2 separate regions of the Mus musculus genome follow, and region 2 is linked to region 1. Evidence: chromatin contacts called from public HiChIP or PLAC-seq data. All regions are on one chromosome and are shown on one strand. Each heading gives the region's core, a stretch centred on a gene start, on an enhancer-like site or on the middle of the called end of the contact. The rest is flanking DNA. Distances are from core to core; before and after follow the strand shown. Region 1 overlaps Gpat3 (glycerol-3-phosphate acyltransferase 3). Region 2 overlaps Wdfy3 (WD repeat and FYVE domain containing 3).

Region 1 (7,114 bases), core at 1,395-3,894:
AAAGAAAGAAAGAAAGGGAAGGGAAGGGAAGGGAAGGGAAGGGAAGGGAAGGGAAGGGAAGGGAAGGGAAGGGAAGGGAAGGGAAGGGAAGGGAAAGGAAAGGAAAGGAAAGGAAAGGAAAGGAAAGGAAAGGAAAGGAAAGGAAAGGAAAGGAAAGGAAAGGGAAAGGAAAGGAAAAAAAGAAAAAGAAAGAAAGGAAAAACGAAAACTAGGAGTCAGTGGTGAGATGGCTTGGTGGCTGAGTACACTGGCTGCCCTGCTAGAAGATCCAGGTTTTATTTCCAGCACCCATAGCCATCTTACAAGCATCTATAGCTCCTTCCAGGGGATCTGACACTCTTCTGGCCTCCAAGGGGACTAGGCATACACACAGTACATGGATGTATACACACAGGTAAAACTCTCATACACATAAATTAAAATAATAATAATTTTTAAAGGGAGTCTTTATTTTTAACAGATTAATCCTGATATTTCAGATCCCACACTCCTTAAATTATCACAGATTGATTCTAGGAAATTTTTCCTTTAATTTTACACCTCAGTATCAGAAAATAAAGTCATGAATATTTGAACTTTGCCCTTATACCAACTGCTTAGACTGAGCTAACAGAGCATGCTTGCATGAAAAGAAAATTGGAGCCAGTTCTGTGTCTAAGGCAAGAGATTAATTGCACAAGCTGCCCATGGCCTTCTGCCTTTAACAAGTCATCCCTACATAAATAATGCCACTTGTGAAAGGCATGTAGAAATGGAGGCAGAAGCTAAAACCATCTTAACCATAATTAACTCTAAATTAGCTGAGTGAACCTTTGGAATAACTACCCAGTTATAAATCACACTAGTGTTCTCCCCCCCCCCCTAGTTATAAAGGGAACTTTCTAAGCAACCAATTAAGAAAATCGGGCCTACTGCAGCCCCAAAGAGGACGTAGCAATTAACACATAAGCAGACCCTTAACCTACCAACACTGCGAAGTCCATTATTCCAAACACTCTCTCACTGAAACCTTGGTTGATCAAGAAGCCAACTCAGTCAGTACAGTGCTCGCCTAGCATTCGAAGAGCTGTGGGTTAGATACTCAGCATCAGAGAAAAGTGAAAATGGGCTAGGGAGATGGCTGCTCTTCCACAGGGCATAGCCTAGCACCCCCTTGGTGGCTCACACTTTAGCTCCAGTCTTGGGAGGACCAATGCTGCCTTCTTGCCTCCTGGCGTACCAGGTATAAGTGGTAAGCCAACATGGATGCAGGCAGAGCCTGAATACACATCAAGTTAAAATTGTAACTAAAAGTAAATGTTTGAACAATAGCATGTGTCTGTCTTTGCAGCAACTGCGAGGTGGGCAGGAGTTTGACAGCATGCTCAGCTGCACAGTGAGGTAAGCCTGCAGTACCCCAGACCCTGTCTCAAAAAGGATCCTATAAGTAGGCAATCTCCCATCCTAACATTGTTTTTGTGGAAATATTTAAAGGTAAATCTGATATGGACTTGTCAGATGTATACTCTCCAGTGGAAGAGGAGAGCATTCGAACCTTCTGAGAACTGGTAATGTCCCATTTCTTAATCAAGATCAATGTTTCTCAACCTATGAGTTGTGACCCCTTGGTGATCGAAAGACCCTTTAACAGGCTTCACCTAAGACCATTGAAAGCACAGAGATTTACATTACAATTCTTTAAAAAAACATTTATTTATTTTATGTATGAGTACACTGTGGCTCTCTTCAGACACATCAGAAAAGGGCATCAGATCCCATTACAGTTGGTTGTGAGCGACCATGTGGTTGCTGGGAATTGAACTCATGACCTCTGGAAGAACAGTCAGTGCTCTTAACCGCTTGAGCCATCTCTCTAGCCCTTACACTACAATTAACAGTAGCAAAATTAAGGTGACAAAGTAGCAACGAAAATAGTGTTGTGGTTGTTGGCAGGCCTGGGTGGGAAGGGTGGGGATGGGTTGTCACCACAACACAAGGAACTGTGTTAAAGTGTCAAAGCATTAGGAAGGGTGAGAACCACTACTCTAGATGAAAGGTAACTATTTTTAGAAATACAATATACTGTGTGTTTGTAATTTCCAACTCTTTCCTATATATGCTGTTCTTCTATTTCACCCCCAATTATTGAGCAAGTGGGACAGAGGAGGAGTTTACTGACCCCCAAATCAACTACAAATCCCAAAGCCCTTTTCCTGCTCTGAGGGGATCCTCCCTCTTGTAGTCTGAGTAAGCATCCCTCCCTACAGAAACCTAACTTCCTTCTGACCCACAGATGCACTTGGCCTGATTTTAAACAGACTGAGAGAAAACAACTGCAATGCACAGCTGTTTGTTAGAGTTGGGGAGGGAAGGAGATGAAGTCCCACCGGTATTAAAGAACAGAAATACTTAACGCCGAGGGAAGGGCTCGACCCGGTAGTCAGTGACTTAGCTGTGGAGACACAGCGATCTTATCTTTCTCCTGGATGTCAATTGCTGTGGACATTGGTGTGTGACTCACTGCACCAGCTACACAGGAATCAGCAGGCCCCCGGTCCACCTTTTCCCATCCCCTTTTCCACAATGATTTAGCAGTAACATGACAAGGCTAGGCTCCAGACTCACCAGACCCAACGAGTCCCCTGGGCCACCAGTCAAGTGTCACCCTCAGGGCTTGGTTAGTTGGGCACCCGGCTCTGCACGCCTCACAGTGACTCTTGGAGCTTCTGTTAATCACTTTACTCTTTCCCAAATACTTTCTTTTATTAATCTGTCCGAATGTTATGAATTTAGTGAAGCGTCAAAATGGAATTAAGTGCACTGATTGTCTGACTTTTGTTTGAGAGAGCATATCAGAGCCCAGGCGGACCTTGAATTAAGTCTCTGTTCTGTAGCTAAGGATGGCCTCTTCCCGCTCCTCCTCCCTCCGGCCTCACCCCAGAGATCACAGACCTGAGCCGCCCTGGCCAGCTTATGCAGTGCTGGAAACGAGAGGCCGTGAGAGGGTTGCAGACTGTGGAGGCCAGAAGATGCCCAGACCCCTAAAGCTGAGGTCACAGTTGTGAGCTGTCTGATGTGGGTGCTGGGAAGTGAACTCTGTCCTCTGACCAAGCACTTAAGTACTCCCTGGACTGCTGCATCATCTCTCCAGCCCAGGGCATGCTAGTACTTATGTGTAAATTCTAAACTTTCCATGTCATTCGTATGCTTTATTTACAATTAATTTGAATTTTAAAAATAGTTCAACACGCCAAGTACTATGGGTGGCTGACACCTAAAATCTCCTCACTCTGGAGGCTCAGGCAGAAAGATTGAGGCCCAGTCTCAAATCAAAACACAAATACTTCCACAAGAAAACCTGGGAAAAAAAAGACATATGAAACACATGTACCAAAGTCTTGGTAAGTGCTCTAGTGAGTGTGTGCAAACATCAGAATACTGTCGGCTCTTTCTAATAAAGCTAGACAGTTATTTGCTTATCCTACAGCCAAAAGGCTGGCCAGAATTTCTGTACAACCATGTGCTCAGCAGCTCTGTTCCTAATGGTTAAAACCTGAAAATAACCGAAATGTCAGTCAACAGAACCACAAATAAACAAACTATCAGTGTTTGTGCAAAGGAATATAATGTAATAAATGTTTTTAAAAGCCTGCTTCATGCAATAAAAAGAAGTTCGTAACTAGGCTCTGGGATGAGATGGGATAAGATGGGATGGGATGGGATGGGATGGGATGGGATGGGATGGGATGGGATGGGATGGGATGGGATGGGATGGGACAGGACAGAGAGCACACACTAGACACGGGCTGGGAAGGGTGCAGTGAGGGCACAGCTTCCCACATTACCCAAATCTTACATCTTAACCGTGAATGCTCAATCTTTGGGTGAGCTGTAAAAGCCTGCTCCAGATTTTTTAAAAAGTGCCTCAGTATCTTCACTTCTGGACAAGTTGATAGACATCCATTATTCTTGAGAGGGAAAAACATACACAAAAGAGAATCCGTGGGCAGAAGGAGGAGTCGGGGAGAAAGTGCACAGCCTGTGTATCTCCTGTTCCCACCCTCTCCTGGCTGAGCCTCACCTCACTGGTTCCTAGAGCACCGAGTCTCCAGCCTGTGTGCAGTCTTCCCAGTGACTGAGTACTTGTCTAGCCTGCAAGGAGGAGGCGAAAGGCTCCATTTCCAATGGGAGGGAGATGTGGAAAATGAGGGAGAGGGTGGAAGGAAGAAAAGAGAAGAGAAAGAGATGGAGGGAGGGAGGGAGGGAGGGAGGGAGGGAGGGAGGGAGGGAGGGAGGGAGGGAGGAGGGAGGAAGAAGGCAAGAGGGAGGGAAGAGGAAAGGGGGGAAGAGAGAAGGAAGAGAAGGAAGGAGGAGGGGAGGAGGGAAGAGACAAGAGACAAGGAGGGGAAGATGGAGGAGGATTCTCCCACTTCAGATTTCACTGCAGTGCTCCCAAAGGTGTGTCTACAGTGCTGCCTTCTTGCCCAAAGCTTCTCACTGCTCAGATTCAAGTCCCTATGCCTTCAGGAACAGCTTCAGCCCCACCATACCTCTAGTTGCCTCACCATGTCCCCGTCTAATCATGACACTTCAGGCATGAAAGCCACATCTCTGAGCCTAGCATCAATTCAAGTCCATTCAGGAAACAACACAAACCGGAATCCCCAACTCCAAAGGCCTCCTGCCCCACCTCATGCCCACAGCCTGCACCAGCCAGATTAGGTCAGTTCCTGAGCACCTACCATCCCCTGGGCTCCTCCTCTCGTGCCAGTGCTCAGTCGATATTACCTGATACCTTTCCCTCAGGTCAGTAAGAGTAACCACACCAGCAGAACACCAAGTCTGTGTTTGCTTTAAGGTTAAAAACTGCCCACTCCATTATGGGATATGATTTTAACCAATTACATAATCAAGCACACACACACAAAACCAAGTTGGGAGGCAGAGGCAGGTGGATCTCTAGACAATAGGGCCAATATAGTCTACATAGAGAATCACAGCCATCCCACACTATAGAGAAAGACCCTGTCTAAAAAAAAAAAAAAAAAAAGTCAGGGGCTGGAGAGATGGCTCAGCAGTTAAGAGCACTGACTGCTCTTCCGAAGGTCCTGAGTTCAGTTCTCAGCAACCACATGGTGGCTCACAACCGTCTGGAATGGGATCAGATGCCCTCTTCTGGTGTGTCTGAGACAGCTACAGTGTACTCACATAAAGTAAATAAATCTTTTTTTTAAAAGTCATATCAATCGAAATATGGCTTCAAAATTTTCAAAACTTACATTGAGCTTGTTTAAAAGAGTTAATTAATAGATGTGTGTTCATTGCATGGAAAGCTGGGTAATATACAAATTGAAAGCTTGCCAGCAGCCGGGCATGGTGGCACACGCCTTTAATCCCAGCACTCGGGAGGCAGAGGCAGGCGGATTTCTGAGTTCGAGGCCAGCCTGGTCTACAAAGTGAGCTCCAGGACAGCCAGGGCTATACAGAGAAACCCTGTCTCGAAAAACAAAACAAAACAAAACAAAACAAAACAAAACAAAAAAAGAAAGCTTGCCAGCACCACACCCTGACACTGAGATCCTGTGGCTGGGTCACCGTAAGCAAGAAGACAAGCGCACACTGATTTAGATACGTGAGCACAAGCACACAAGCTGACAAGGACCCATGAGTCAGCAGAAACGAGGAAGTTAACTCAGTCAAGCAGATCAGAACCAAGGCCACTGGAGAGGCAGAAAGAGGAAGGGCTGTAAAGAAACACTGATAGGTGCCAAATGTAGCTGAAGTCACGCCACCTACTGTCAGGGACGGGGACATATGCTGTGCTATCTTGCGTTAATCTTGTTCTGTGTTTGTTGAGGTTTCCTATGTAGATCAGGCTTTGAACGCACAGAGATCTGCCTGCCTCTGCCTTCCATTTACTGAAGGCACCACCATAATTCATAACCTGGATTATTTTATGTATTCAAGCAAGTAACCAGAACATGTCTTCTTTACCTCGTCTCAGCGTCTTATCTCTTAGTACCTCTCACTCTTGCCACAACTCCACGATAAAAGAGAAAACTGAAACTCAGTGGTACGAGTGTGCAGCATATGCAAGGCCCTAAGTTCAGTGTGCTCCTCCAAACCCAAGAGAGCATCATGGACTGTAATGGCATCTAGGACTTTAAAAATGTCACTGTCGCCAAAGTAAAAGTTAACTTTTTATAAAGGTCATAGTCTCATTCATCTATGATGTCATCAGCACACGGTATGTTGTGGCTCAATAGACTGAAATATGACAGGGCCAGAGGGTGTCACTGTTACCCCCTATATCCTGATGCTGCAGGGCTGACCCATTTCCCAGGTGAAGCCAGCATGTCCAGGCAACAGCTACCAGGAGCTCAGGAGCAGTCACTTCATCTCAGAGGCTGTATGCCCTCCTCTCCCCTCTTGTTCACTACTGTCTCTGAGGATTTACAGATGTAAGGAATATACTCACTCTGCTCCCAGAACCTTTTGAAAATGGAAATAGTCCAGGCAGTCCATATTCCCTCCCCATTAGCTAATTAAGTTCTGGAACAAACAGAACATTGAGAGAGACATACTGGGGAACCCTGCATCTGACCTAGGAAATCGAGTGACCCTCTCTCCCACTGCTCTGAGATTACCACACAAACAAATGGGAAGGACCCTGCCTGAGGTTCACCCTCTACCAGGCCATTCACACATCACTGGTTTCTTCCCACTGTAACATAAGCAAAGGATTCTCTTTAGGCCCCAAACCATTGAGCACTCCTCTCCAGAGCTCAAGAGCATCTCTCTTAACACAGAAGCACACCCCATATGCCCCATCTTCTCTGGGCACAACCTGCTTTGACACTGAATCCTCTTCTTGCTTTATTTATTTTTTGAGGGGAGGATGGTCAGGGTGAGTTAAACCAAGAGCTTCAGAGAGAAAAAGAGAGGTGGGAGATGCCATAAATCTCTTAGAGAAAAGGAGGAAGAACTGAATATCTTTGCAGCTTCCTAGGCCTATGGAACAAGTGACTCACCTCCTATAGGTGACCCCACCATTGCAGAGATAAACACAGCTCACAGAAGAATCTTAAAGTTTTCCTAGAGAATTTATTCCAACTAAGTCAACCAGGAACTATAA
Region 2 (7,114 bases), core at 2,747-5,246, 1.0 Mb before region 1:
GCATGCCGTTTGAAGATTTCTGTTTAGCCTTTTGAATTATTTATCATATTAACTATGCTGGTGTAGTACTGGAGTTTATAACCGAAGGCCCATGGTTGAGTAGGGCATTTTAAGTGTGATTGTGGATGAAGATGTTTTACGGGGTCACGTGCAGCCCATTCAGGTATCTTCTCTGAGCTGCAGAGTTGTGTCACCCTAGTAGGAAGTTTCCTGCACAAAGCAGGGGTCTCATGGGGCTCCACCCAGAAATCTGGCCAAGTCCTGGTGGAGTAAGTGTGAGATATGGAAGAAGGAGGGAGTTAGATGTAAGCTCTGACTCGTCTTTGCCACCTTGTCTCTGGACCGTCTAGATGGTATCGTCCGTCAGCCGTGATTTTTCAGTGGCAACACTGACCTCAGATGAGTAACCTTAAATATGGCAAGGCTGCTACAGTTACAGAAGCAGCAACAAAGACACCATAGTGAATCTGCAAACCCGTCAGGTCCACCAGCTCACATGTGTCCAAATACGCACACCTATGTCCAAGGCTGTATTATGAAGAAGCAATCCAGGGAGTTTTCTTCTGTGATAACAAAATTACTTGAGTGCTTGTTATTAAGACTGTATGTTTGTTTTACCTATGCATATTTAACCATGACATTTAAATAATTTAAAATTTAAATGGGTACTGTTAGAGGATTTTAAGTACTACACCATTTGATCGGCTCATGTTATTAAAACATGGGAAAGGCTTTGCCCAGCCCCCAGATGTTTTCTATAATCTCTCATCTCTAGCTGCAGTTACATACTTGTCTTTCAATCACTTGCTGCAGTTTTGCATGTCCGCCGCGTTAGGTCAGAGCGGATCTCTAACTGAGCTCTGTTTTCTTTACTAGTTGCCTGTTTCTGCCCAGCTTGGCTCCCCATAACGCCCCTACCAATAACACTGTCACGACGGGTCTCACTGACGGGGCCGTGGTCAGTGGCATGGGCTCTGGTAAGTGCCATTCCTTTCTCAGTAAATGTTTGTACGAATAGATTATGTACTGCTATTGCCTCATTTAAAGACATGAATGTGTGCCCCAATGCCCTTTCCCTGGTTTTCTCCTCTGACTCCAGGTGAGAGGTTCTTCCCCCCGCCTTCTGGCCTGAGCTATTCCTGCTGGTTCTGCATCGAGCACTTCAGCTCCCCGCCAAACAACCACCCCGTCAGACTCCTCACTGTCGTGCGGCGAGCGAATTCATCTGAGCAGCATTACGTGTGCCTTGCCATAGTTCTGTCTGCAAAAGACCGGTCCTTAATCGTTTCCACAAAGGAGGAGCTACTCCAAAACTATGGTCAGCGTAATTAACACTTATTTCTAAGTTCAAAGTGATAATCCTCATCTAGCTTTAGTTAGGGTGGCACAGAACAGGTTATAGGAAATCTTGCATATTTGCCAGTAAATTTTAAGATTCATATATATATATATATATATATATATATATATACACACACATACACACACATATATATGTATGTGTGTATGTATATAATTAAACAAATAATAACTATCACACACGCATGCACACATGCACACACGCACGCACACATACTTACTTCCCTGATTAAAGCATTGTCAAGAGTGACTTGGCAAACCACAGAGGCGGAGCCTGACTGAGGACGCATCTTGCTTACCAGTGTTCAGGATCCTGCTTGGGAAGCAGCTCTCGAGCTTGCTCCATTTTGCTGAAGTGATGGTTGACTGTGTATATGCAGAGTGAGGAGCATTCGTTGCACACCTGGGTGCCATGTGTGCAGCTCTGTGCCGCACACAGCAGCAACATCACAGTCACTTCGCCCATCATTCTCCTTCAAGGCATTCCGTGCATTTGTGTAAATAATTCCCTCCAACATACAGTCACCGACTCTGGAGTGCTATAGAACCTCAAACTCAAGGCACCCATGAAGATCTAACTAAAAGTTTGTAAACACGAACCCCGGGCTCACTCAGTTGCCTTTGTCCTGAATATAAAAACTACATAAAAAGAATTTTTATCATCTAACTTTTATCTTTTTAGTGAAGATATTTCATTGATTGGCACGTGGTTGATGGTAAATACTAATGGAATATAAGCGCTTGCTTTTAAATTTAATTATACAGTTTCTCGGTGTTCTTCATGGTGCCTTTCACAGCGCTGAGTTATCATCAGTATAATTCATCTCAAAGTTCTCATCGTGAGGGCTGGAGATCACATTTTGAAAGGCGAAGCCTTCCACCAGTTTGATAGCAAACAGATAATTGAAAAGCTCTCTTCCTCCCCTCCCCCCGCACTCCATTGGGGAACACTGCCTTTGCATTGAGACCCTTTGAGGCAGGCACTTTGGGGTGCCCCCTTGGTCACCTCACTGTTTGGCAGCCCTTTCATATACCCTCTGATCTCTTCTTACATCTTCCCTCTGAAATCAATGTCCTTTGGACTTGGTATCCATCTACTCTCCCTTGGAAGTAAAAACCATCACTCTTTGTTTATTGAGGGCCACTTGACCTTACCTCAGGAACCAAGAAAGCATTTTAAAAAAATCTGTCTGTGTTCTAAGCTTGGTGCTTGTATTTCCACACGCAGAGTGGAGTCTGCATTTAAATACTTGAGTATTCTGAGCAGGTCTTTAGCTGACATTTATTTATAAACCCACCTCTCCCTCTACTTCCTATCCTGACTGCTGACAACCCTCAGCTAATACGCTAGCTAGACGCCCGCGCGGCTAACCCTAACTGCAGCACTTTGCACCGGCTTACTGTTGTATGACAACCAGGTTCATCCCCGAAAATGAAACTCCCACACCGCTCCTGTTGGTTTATTTCTGAGATGTAAATTTCATTGTGAGCCCAAGGCTGGCCTGGGAATCCTGATCCTGTCTCCACTCCCTGTGCTGTAATGACCGGCATGCACCTCCCACCCCAACGTCACTCATTAGTGACCGAGGCCAGGCCCTCATGCATGGTAGGCAAGCACCCTAGAAGCCGAGCTATGTCCTACCTCTCTTGACATTTTTAAGTAATGGCCTCTTTAGTACTAGAGGATATTTACCGTTTTATTAGTAAGGAAGTGGAAGACACAAACCTCGGTTCTCTGCTCTGAATGTTTTTAGGGGGGGAGGGGTGTAATTTGTGCCACTGTAAATGTACACAAGTTGATACAGTGGTTGGTGATGTGATTTGCATGTGGGCCCCTCAGATCCAGCTTAGCAGTGAGCGCCTTTACCCAGAAGCCCTCTTGGCAGTGCTGATGTGCACGTCTTTTTGTGTGTGTGGAATGATTGAGACCAGGGCTCTGTACATGCTAAGCACATGCTGGCCCTGTGCTCTCTATGACATCCTTCACACCCCTCTGTCTGTAACTATGACTTCCTGAGGCCAGGTAAGTTCACTTCCTGTGTGGGCTTCTCCATTCTGTCTCTCACTGTCGTCTGCTCAGCTACAAACACTGAGAAAGGGTAGGACTGTGTTCTAGCCCAGGGGAAGAATAAAAATATGTGCAGCCTCGTGTCTGTCTCTGGATTTGACTCCCAGCACCACTAAGAACAACAAACCAATGGCAGAACATTAATTTTCAATTAGACAAATGTGAAAATGAAATTCATATAGCCCCATTGTTTCTTTTTTGTTGTAGTTGACCAAAATAGTTTATTGAATATGGAGATGGGAAGGATCTGGGATCCTTTGAGAGTGGGGGAGAGTTTAGAGGAAGAAAGGGAAAAGAGTAATGTTGTAATTAAATTACAACTTCAAAAATAAACAATAAAGAACTAAGAGGAGAAGGTATTATCTTACTGTTTACATGTGAATAAAGCTACTGTTTCTTAGCACAGTCTGGCTGGTGCTAAGCAGCAATCAGAGGGTAGAGTTAGGCAGTGCTGGCAGAGGAGGGTGTCTATTGGACAAGGTTCTCACAGGAAGCAAGAACTTGGAACAGCAGATAGTTTGTACCCAGTGCCACGCAGCAGGGCTCCCTGCAGCTGCTGTCCTGTGGTTCTGGCAGGATGATCACAGACCAGCAACTGGTTGTGGGATGCGCAGGATGCTGCCTCTGTGTCACGGACTATCTGAATCTGCTGATCTAGAAATCTGTGATCCAGCACAGGGACAGTGTGGGCAAGCACGCTCACGTCCTTCCCCTCTGTCTTATTTAGTTGATGATTTCAGTGAAGAGTCCTCTTTCTATGAGATCCTCCCGTGCTGTGCCCGCTTCCGGTGTGGAGAGCTGGTAGTGGAGGGACAGTGGCACCACCTGGCTCTGCTCATGAGCAGAGGCATGCTGAAGAACAGCACCGCGGCCCTCTACCTCGACGGGCAACTGGTCAGCACCGTCAAGGTAAGCATGCTGTACCCCGAAACACCAGCGCTCGGTCTTCACCTGGGTGCGGAGAGTCCAGGCTAGGTTCTCACTCTTGAGCAGCAGCAGCCACTGTATCTATATCTGCAGCCTTCTGCTGACAGAATGGGGGATGAGCATTCATGGAGAACTCCACACTCTAGTTTCAGGAGCAGCTGGGAGAGGGGAAGTACTAAACAGTCTCTTCTGAATAAAGATATTGTCACAGGTGAATGTCCCCAAACCTAATGTCCAAAATACTCCAAACTCTAAAGCTGTCTTAGTGCCAGCATCTGTCATAAAACAATCTGCACATTTCGACGTATTCTAAATTTTATATTTTCAGAGTGCTAAAGATTTCACAGGCGTTCCAGGGGCTGGAAGATGCTGTAAAGTACTTTTTCTGGTCCTCAGCACTGTAGACCAGGCTATAAGCTGTACTTAATATCTACAGAACTTGGCGTGGTTAAAATTCCTTAACCTCTGTAAGACAGTATCCATCTTAGACTGATAGTGCTATTTTTTCAAATGGGTCTTTTGTGTAAAATCAGCTGTGAATGATTTTCCTTTCCTAAAAGTACTGATGTTTTATTGTGATGTTATATGCTAAGGTAAGTGCTAAAATATCCCATTGCAGTGTCCATTGATTTCTTTGTAATATATGTGTGTGTGTGATAGATAGATAGACAGACAGACAGACAGACAGACAGACAGACAGATGATATATAGACAGATAGGTATGTAGGTTGGTAGATTAATAGATTAATTAATTGATTGACAATTGATAGACAATTGATAGATGATAGGTAGATATGCAGATAGATAGACATGTAGGTAGATAGATAAATAGATGATAGATAGGTATGCAGGTAGGTAGATTGATAGATAATTGATAGATGATAGGTAGATATAGATAGATAGATAGATAGATAGATAGGTAGGTAGGTAGGTAGGTAGATAGATAGATAGATAGATAGATAGATAGATAGATAGATAGATAGTTGAATACACACATGCACACACACACATATACACACACACACATACTGTGAGTAATCAGGGGTAGTATTACATGAAGATCTTCACCACTATGCTTGAAACAACCCTGGGACCATTCTTTAATATACATAAAATAATAGATGTGATCTGAAGTTGACTGATGTTGATGAAGAAACAACTCAATGGAAATGGCCTCCCCTGTGACAGAGGCCACCTTCACAAGCAGTAACTCAGTTTCTCATCTCACAGCCTGCCTAAATATATATTTATTTAACATGGGTTGGTTGATAATTGAGTTGTCTCATCAGTAAATATAAGTGTTTTCAACTCTAAGAATGTCAGTTAACCATGCCTCTCTTGTATTGAGGTAATATACATGCATATAAACCATGCACTTGACTTTTGTAACTCGAGATACTTTAAGTTAGCAGGCTCACATCTCAGGTGGTTATCGTAGAACTGTGAACACCTCCTTTGCAGAGAAGCGTCATGAATACAAGGAGACTGCAGTGAGCAAGTGACGTCGTCCCTGTATACAACTGTTACCGTTTTTAGATATAGTTTACTTGGTGAGAACTTGATGGCAGATCTAGCCACACTGCCACACTGAGTGCCCAGTTACAGACCCTACGGTCTTGCCTTGTGTTTCTCAGCTTGGTTCTGATATCTCTGAAGTCCTGGGTCTTGAGATAAGGAGAACACGTACAATAAGGTAGCCATTCCTGGGCTAAGTGTCCGCGTCTCACACCTGTGTCTTCTTTGCAGCTGCATTATGTCCACAGCACTCCTGGGGGCTCAGGCTCTGCAAACCCCCCAGTACTGAGCACAGTCTATGCTTACGTCGGCACTCCACCTGCGCAGCGCCAGATCGCCTCGCTGGTCTGGCGCCTGGGGCCCACCCATTTTCTGGAAGAAGTTTTACCTCCTTCTAGCGTGACTACTATTTATGAACTGGGACCAAACTATGTTGGAAGCTTTCAGGCTGTCTGCGTGCCATGTGAGTTCATGTTATCATGCATTCTTGACACGGTGCAGGGAGTAAGTCCTGCAACATAGGGGTGTGTGTGTGTGTGTGTGTGTGTGTGTGTGTATGCACATGTGTGTGTGTGAATCTGTGTGTGTATGCTTGCATGTGTATGTATGTGTGTGTGTATGGGAGTGTGTGTGTGTGTGTGTGTGTATGCACATGTGTGTGTGTGAATCTGTGTGTGTGTGTTTGCACGTGTATGTATGTGTGTGTGTATGGGAGTGTGTGTGTGTGTGTGTATATGCACATGTGTGTGTGTGAATCTGTGTGTGTATGTTTGCACGTGTATGTATGTGTGTGTGTATGGGAGTGTGTGTATGCACATGTGTGTGTGTGTGAATCTGTGTGTGTATGTTTGCACGTGTATGTATGTGTGTGCGTATGGGAGTGTGTGTATGCACATGTGTGTGTGTGAATCTGTGTGTGTATGTTTGCACGTGTATGTATGTGTGTGCGTATGGGAGTGTGTGTATGCACATGTGTGTGTGTGAATCTGTGTGTGTATGTTTGCACGTGTATGTATGTGTGTGTGTATGCACGTGTGTGTGTGTGGGGGGGTGCACGTGCACTTGCGCTTGGACATGCCTGTGTTTGGCTGGGAAAGAGTTCTTTCCATTCATTTGCTTTGGGATGATTTCTTTGATTCTTCCTGTTGAAAATGTCCTCTGCGGGGTGAGGATAGAGCTCAGGGTTAGCTCAGGGTTAGCTCAGGGTTAGCATGCTTAGCTCGAATGTCTGGGCCTTGATGTGAA

The links. HiChIP or PLAC-seq counts read pairs in DNA pulled down with a chosen protein or histone mark.
Region 2: a contact with region 1 is called in an SMC1A HiChIP or PLAC-seq map of large pre-B cells, with 7 times the contacts expected there. The contact joins two enhancer-like sites. A contact is called at or near these places in 1 of 15 datasets of contacts at CTCF or cohesin (large pre-B cells) and 1 of 115 datasets of contacts at active chromatin or transcription factors (large pre-B cells).

What each region holds. Positions count from the first base shown.
Region 1 is chr5:100,870,776-100,877,889 of GRCm38.p6, reverse strand. All of the region lies in intron 3 of Gpat3 (glycerol-3-phosphate acyltransferase 3), which reads right to left. Among named protein-coding and RNA genes, the nearest start is that of Gm46917, 27 kb to the right of the region's middle. Within about 2 kb of position 2,644, at least 27 of the 459 cell types and tissues checked have an H3K27ac peak or open chromatin away from gene starts, as enhancers often do.
Region 2 is chr5:101,916,618-101,923,731 of GRCm38.p6, reverse strand. It overlaps Wdfy3 (WD repeat and FYVE domain containing 3), which reads left to right. Exons shown (of 67, transcript NM_172882.3): 20 at 877-977; 21 at 1,100-1,318; 22 at 4,155-4,336; 23 at 6,101-6,332. Among named protein-coding and RNA genes, the nearest start is that of Gm42135, 28 kb to the left of the region's middle. Within about 2 kb of position 3,996, at least 16 of the 459 cell types and tissues checked have an H3K27ac peak or open chromatin away from gene starts, as enhancers often do.